2 separate regions of the Macaca mulatta genome follow, and region 2 is linked to region 1. The links are chromatin contacts, called in public Hi-C maps. All regions are on one chromosome and are shown on one strand. The core of a region is the stretch at or near the end of the contact, and the rest is flanking DNA. Distances in the headings are between cores, read along the strand shown.

Evidence for each region. Hi-C and Micro-C count contacts between places; a contact is called where the count stands out from the background.
Region 2: a contact with region 1 is called in a Hi-C map of cortical neurons, with 2.2 times the contacts expected there. The contact joins the promoter of KCNK6 here to the promoter of SPINT2 in region 1. A contact is called at or near these places in 4 of 14 Hi-C or Micro-C datasets (cortical neurons, fetal cortex germinal zone, fibroblasts and 1 more).

What each region holds. Positions count from the first base shown.
Region 1 is chr19:49,336,896-49,340,254 of T2T-MMU8v2.0, reverse strand. It overlaps SPINT2 (serine peptidase inhibitor, Kunitz type 2), which reads right to left and starts at 1,526. Exons shown (of 7, transcript NM_001194343.2): 1 at 1,060-1,526. The coding sequence starts at 1,165. All of the region lies in intron 1 of C19H19orf33 (chromosome 19 C19orf33 homolog), which reads right to left.
Region 2 is chr19:49,396,392-49,399,750 of T2T-MMU8v2.0, reverse strand. It overlaps KCNK6 (potassium two pore domain channel subfamily K member 6), which reads right to left and starts at 1,568. Exons shown (of 7, transcript XM_015123843.3): 1 at 1,428-1,568; 2 at 987-1,112. It overlaps YIF1B (Yip1 interacting factor homolog B, membrane trafficking protein), which reads left to right and starts at 1,539. Exons shown (of 9, transcript XM_077982612.1): 1 at 1,539-1,658. The coding sequence starts at 1,607.

The DNA.
Region 1 (3,359 bases), core at 277-2,776:
CTGTAGTCCTAGCTACTCGGAGGCTGAGGCAGGAGAATGGCGTGAACCTGGGAGGCGCAGCTTGCAGTGAGCCGAGATCGGGCCACCGCACTCCAGCCTGGGCGACAAAGCGAGACTCATAATTTGATTTTATTCTATCAAAAAAATAAAATAAAATAAACCTTCACTAGCTCTGCCTCTCTCACTAGAATATTAGCTCTGTGAATGCAGGAACCCAGCTCGTCTGAGTTAACTGTTATCACCAGCGCCAGTGCCTGACTCGTAGCAGGGCCTCAGTTAAGTTTTGCTGAATCAATGAATTCTTTCAAGAGAGCTCTTTTCAAAACCCGCTGGTGCTTGTCTGAAGCAGTTAAGGTTATAACAACACTTGTTCAAAGAGACCTTTCAGACCATACTTCCTTAAGAGTGTAGAGGTTTAAATCACCTTATTCGCCACCGACTTCTAAGGACCAATTCAAAGAACCCAACTCCAGCTGCCAATACTCTCTCGCGCCTTAGCAGAGCCTCCTCTTCCCCAACGCTTGTTTCCTTTCTTGCTCCCTCCTTCTCAGGCACCTAGTGCAACTCAACTACAAAAACTTCGGGGGAGGCTCTCGTCCAATCTCCAAAGAGGCAGGGGTGAGGTAGTCTTCCCTTAGTCTAAAACGGCCACCAGGTCACCAATCCAACCCCCACCCTCTCACAGGCCTGGCCTCTCCCTGGGCTTTGGCCATGGTACATTCCACCGCCAGGAGGAGGCAGGTCTTTAGTGCGGCTGCTCACCCCGCTCCTGCCACAGGAAGGAACAGTGCCACGCCTTCTTGGTCAATACCCTTAGACTCTTCCTTCACCCGAAGGAAACTCTCCTAACCCTCGCTCCTCCGCCCGTCTTCGCTCTCGAGGGCTACCAAACCTCATCTCAAGGCTCAATCCTCCAGGGCTGGTTCCACCACACCCACTGAACGCCATCAAGTCGCCCCCAGTTTCCTCCCCCGCCACTTTCTCCCTGCTCAGACCCCCATTGGCCCCCGAGCCCCTGCCCCCTGCGCCCCGCCTCCAGCCTCCCCGCCCGGCCCTCACCGTGGATGCTGCGTTCTCGGTCGGCCGCCAGGACCCCAGAGAGGAGCAGCGATCCCAGCAGGGCGAGAAGCGCCCGGCCCCGCCTCAGCCCGCACAGCTGCGCCATTGCCCGCTCCGCCGAGACGCGCAGGCGACGCCACAAGCCTCCAGCCGTTGGGGTCTCGCGATCAGGTGCGGGAAGCCCCTCGCCGCGCACGCGCACTGGAGCGCCTCGCGTTCAGGTGCCGGCGCTCCGAGAGGGTCCGCCAGGTGCCGAAGCCCCCGGAAGTCGCCTTTCCGGACCTTCGGTGCGGGGACACCCGGCCTTCTCGGCGCGCGATGCCTGGGTCTGCTCCTCGCACCTTCGCCGCCTGCGACACTCAACGGTCCTCCGCGCGTTCAGAGCCCCGCTACACCTCCCAACGCACGGGGGTCGCCAGAGCCAATGGCGAACGCCTTTGGAAGCGGCTTCCGAAGGTGGCAGGGCAGGCAGGGGCGGGGCGCACCTGGCTAGGCAGGGCGAGCAGGGCGCAGGCGCAAAGGGCCGGCACCTGCGCGGCCACTCCCCCGCCCTGGGCGCACCTGGGCCCGCCCCTGGTGCCGGGGGAAGAGGCGGGACTTGCGCGAGCCTGGTCTCCAACAGAACCTGGCGGGTTGGGACGCCTGCTCGCTGAGCACCTTTCACCCTTCCCGTGGGCTTGGTGACGAAGTCCGAGGAGGGCCTTCGCCATTGGACTGGTCTCAGGGTGGGAGGAGGGGGCGGCAGACACGCGTTTCTTGGAAGCCTGTGGTTTTCTGCCCGCCTCCCCGCAGCTTTCCTGTGAATTCCTTCCTGAATTCAAAGTTCACTGGGCTCATGCTCCGGGGCTTAATGCTGGGGACCCAGCGGTGGCCGTGCCAGACTGGTCCCTGAGTCACCGAGCAGGAACGGCCCAGAGTAGTGATAGCGGAAGCTTAGCGCAAAGTGATGAAAGCTGTGATGGGGAAGGCCAAGCTGAGGGATCAGAGGCTGGGACGCTAGAAAACCAGGGCATGATGGGAGCCCAGGCAGCTTTCCCATCCAGCCTGAGAGAGGGCCAAGGAGGGCTTCCTGGAGGAGGTGATAGGCCCATGCAAAAACAACAGCCCCGGGCCCTGGCTCCAAGGTTCTCAGGACAGATATGGAGACAAATACTTAGCACAGGCAGCATCAGAATTGAGAGAAAGGAAGCCCCTGGGGAATCCCAGAGGAGACACCTGACCAAGCCTGGGAGTCAAAGAGGGCTTCCTGGAAGAGGAGTTACGTGAGCTAACTCTAGAAAGGGGAATGGAGTGGGGCAGGCACACGAGTAGAGGACAGCCAACAAGGTAATCAAAATAAATGCATTATTATTGAAAACACTTTTTTAATTCTTTCTTTCTTTTTTTTGAGATGGAGTTTTGTTCTTGTTGCCCAGGCTGGAGTGCAATGGCATGATCTTGGCTCACTGCAGCGTTGACCTCCTGGGCTCAAGGGATCCTCCTACCTCAGCCTTCCAAGTAGCTGGGACTACAGATGTGAGCCACCACACCCAGCTGATTTTTAAATTTTTTGTGGAGACACGGGTCTTGCTATGTTGCCCAAGGTGGTCTCAAACTCCTGATTTCAAGGGATCCTCCTGTCTCATCCTCCAATAATGTTGTATTACAGGCATGAATCACCACACCAGGCCTGAAAACACTTTAACAGTGCTATGCAGAAAATGAATCGGGAGCTGGGATGGAAAATAATGAGATCGTTTGAATTGGGTGGTGGAGGAAGGGCTCTGTAAGGGGTGGCTTTGATAATGAACTCTGAAGGATGATAAAGGCCAAGGGACAAACATTCCAAGCATCAGGAACCGCAAATGCAGAGGTCTTCAGGCAGGAAAGAGAATAGTGTGTTCAGGAGCCAGGGCCACTCCCACTTGTCAGCCTCCCTGGTAGCATAATAATACATTTTGATAACTGAGTTCCTTAAACAGTGGAAGTCTCACCTTGCAGTGAGGTCATGGGACTCAAGGTGGAGTCTGAATATGAGGCCAAAGGTCTCTCCCAGCACTTGAATCTCCCACTGCCACTCAGACCCACTAAACCCAGGCTTGAGCATGAAAACAGAGAAGTATGTGCTGAGCTGTTGAGGCTTGGAAGAAGGCACAGGCCTCTTCTTTCTTTCATTTTATTTTATTTTGAGACAGTTTTGCTTGTTGCCCAGGCTGGAATGCAGTGGTGGGATCTCAGCTCTCACTGCAGCCTCCCCCTTCCGGGTTCAAGCAATTCTCCCGTCTCAGCCTCCTGAGTAGCTGGGATTACAGGCACCCGCC
Region 2 (3,359 bases), core at 319-2,818, 59 kb before region 1:
GGCAAGAGAGCCAGACTCCGCCTCAAAAAAAAAAAAAAAAAAGAATGCGAGAATTTCACTCACAAAAAGGAACAACAGTGGAGCCAGGACTCATCACTGAGAAACCAGGAGCAGCCCTTAGGGTCCCCAAAAAGACAATGTCTCAGAGGAGGAAGGGGAAGCCACAGCGATAGGGTCACTTGCTGACATCCTTCCGGATGTGCTATCGCTGCGCAGAAGTAACTTCCACCACTATGTTTTCCTGAGATAAGTCGGGGAGTCTGAGAGGGAGAGAAAGGGGGAGACTGAGGGGCAGAGAGGGGAGAGACTAAGGACGCTTGGTCGGCAGGGCTCTTCACTTGCAGGTGCACCTGTGTGCTATGAGTTGCTGGGGGTTGTAGAATGCTTTTGGTGGACAGAGGGAACCAGGTTGCAATGTGAGAACATTTTTATGAATTTCTGGGAAACTGCCTTAAGATCTCTTCCAAGAGAGACACCTGGTTCTTCTCACCTAACTTGTTGGATTTCCTTTTCTCACTGTAAATATTCACTTTAAGGCTGGGCACTGTGGCTCATGTCTGTCATCCTAACGCTTTAGGAGGCTGAAGCAGGAGGATGGCTTGAGCCCAGGAATTCGAGACCAGCCTGGGCAACATAGCAAGATCCTGTTTTGACTAAAAATTAGCTGGGCATGGTGGTGCATGCCTGTGGTCCCAGTTACTGGGGAGGCTGAGGCAGGAGGATCACTTGAGCCCAGAGGGTCCGAGGCAGCCTGGGAAACAGAGCAAGACCCTGTCTCAAAATAAATAAATAATTACTTTAATACCTAAGGGCTGTCAAAAATTGTATAAGCCCCTACAACTCCTATTAGCCCCTCAGGAACACAAATGTTTCTCTTTTCCCTGCTCCACAGCCTTCTCTGGCTCTCCAGTGCTCTCAACGACCCAAATGGAACGCCTGTCTGTAGAGAACTGCATTTCCCATCGACCCTTTCGCTCGATATTTACATTTTAAAAAATGTTTTGTAGCGATGGAGATCTTGCTGTTGCCCAGGCTGGTCTCGAACTCCTGGGCTCAAGCGATCCTCGGCCTTCCAGAGTGCTGAGATTACAGGCATAAGTCACTGCGCTTGGCTAAATTAAAACAAAAAACAAAAAACCAAAACAACAGAACAAACAAAAAAAAACAACTTTGTAGGGATGAGGTGGGGCGAGGTCACTATGTTGCTCAGGCTAGTCTCGAACCCCTGGGCTCAAGCAATCCTCCCGCCTCGGCCTACCAAAGTGCTGGAGTTACCGGCGTGAGCACCCGCAAAGGGCAGACACAGTCACTTTCTGTCATGGCAGACACCGCCTCCTCCTGGGGTTGTTCCCGGCCCCGCCCTCCTGCCCCTCAGGCCCTGACTCGCTTTACAGCAGGAGCCCAGTAACCCAGTCTCCGCCTCTTACGTAAGGCACCGCCCACTCGCCAAGGCCTCCGTGGGAGGGCGTGGCCTTCCCTCAATCCTGACGTCCATTGGCTGTCTCTTCGCCGGCGGGGCGTGGGTACGGGAGCCGGGCGGGCACGTTCCGAACCGCGGCTGAGGCGGTGGCGGCGGCGGCGGCGAAGGCGAAGGCGAAGACGAAGGATGCACCCGGCAGGCTTGGCGGCGGCAGCGGCGGCGGGGACGCCCCGGCTGCGTAAGTGGCGTACGTGGCCGGCGGAGGAGATCGGGCGGGCAGGGGCGTGGCGGGGCGGCCGCGGCGGTTGGCGAGGTCACTGCAGGTCGGAGGTCACGAGATCAAGGATCTGGAACCCCGAGGTGTGCACAGCGCTGGGATGCCAGGTCTGGGTAGGGGGCGCCTTGGGGGGCGATTCTTTAGGAAATTCCTTTAGAAGAAAACAACTTGGGACAGGATAGCGTGCGACATGCAGAGAAATGCAACTTTCATTCATTTGCAGTTAGCGATCCGCCCTCCCCGCTCCCCACCTTTCCGTGGCTCCCCAGTGCCCGCCTGCTGTCGCCCACACCCTTAGGACAGTTTCGTGCCCCCCCGTGAGCGCAGAGGGCCATACCTACCGCTCATTTAAGAAGCGAACCTGTATTGTGCTGTTGGCCCCCTTTTCCTGTCTCTTCATCTCCGTGAGTGTGCTGTGTGTTTAATTTGTTCATTCAATCTAACTTGCCTCAACTCCCATGTGTCAGGCCCTGCGCTGGGATGGAGATGTGGGAGCCCAGAGGAGGCATGTGACCCAGCCAAGGGGTGTCAGTGAAGCTTCCTGGAAGAGCATACTTCTTTTTCCTTTTTTTTGAGACCTAATTTTGTTCTTGTTGCCCAGACTGGAGTGCAACAGCACAATCTCAGGTCACCACAACCTCCGCCTCCCGGGTTCAAGTGATTCTCCTGCCTCAGCCTCCCAAGTAGCTGGGATTACAGGGGCAGGCCACCACGCCCGGCTAATTTTGTATTTTTAATAGAGATGGGGTTTCTCCATGTTGGTCAAGCTGGTCTCGAACTCCCAACCTCAGGTGATCCGCCCGCCTAGGCCTCCCAAAGTGCTGAGATTACAGGCATGAGCCACCGCGCCTGGCATGGAAGAAGATACTTCTGATGATGAAAAGTTACCCAGGAGAAGGAGATTTGTGGTGAGAGGGCAGGCTGGGCGTGGTGGTTTACACCTATAATCCCAGCACTTTGGGAGGTCGAGGTGGGCTAATCACTTGGGACCAAGAGTTGGAGACCAGCTTGGGTAACATAGCAAAATCCTATCTCTAATAAAAGTGCAAAAAAGTAGCCGGGCGTGGTGGCGAGATTGCACCAGCCTGGGTGACAGAGCAAGACTTCACCTCAAAAAAAAAAAAAAAGAGGGTAATCCACCTGCCTCGGCCTCCCGAAGTGCTGGAATTACAGGCATGAGTCACGGTGCCCAGCCAACCAGCCTGGCCAACATGTGAAACCCTGTCTCTACTAAAAATACAAAAAAAAAAAGCTTAGGTGCCATGGCTTACACCCATAATCCCAGGACTTTGGGAGACCGAGGCGGGAGGATCACGAGGTCAGGAGTTTGAGACCAGCCTGGCCAGTATGGTGAGACCTGGTCTCTACTAAAAATACAAAATTTAGCCAAGCGTGGTGGCGTGCGCCTGTAGTCCCAGCTATTTGGGAGGCTGAGGCAGAAGAATTGCTTGAACCTGGGAGGCGTAGGTTGCAGTGAACTGAGATTGCGCCAGTGCACTCCAGCCTGGACAACAGAGTGAGACTCTGTCTCAAAAAAAAAAAAAAAAATTGTCTGGGTGTTGTGGTGCGCACCTGTAATCCCTGCTACTCGGGCAGCTGAGGCAGGAGAATCTCTTGAATGTGGGAGGCGGAGGTTGCAGTGAGCCAAGATTGTGCCATGGC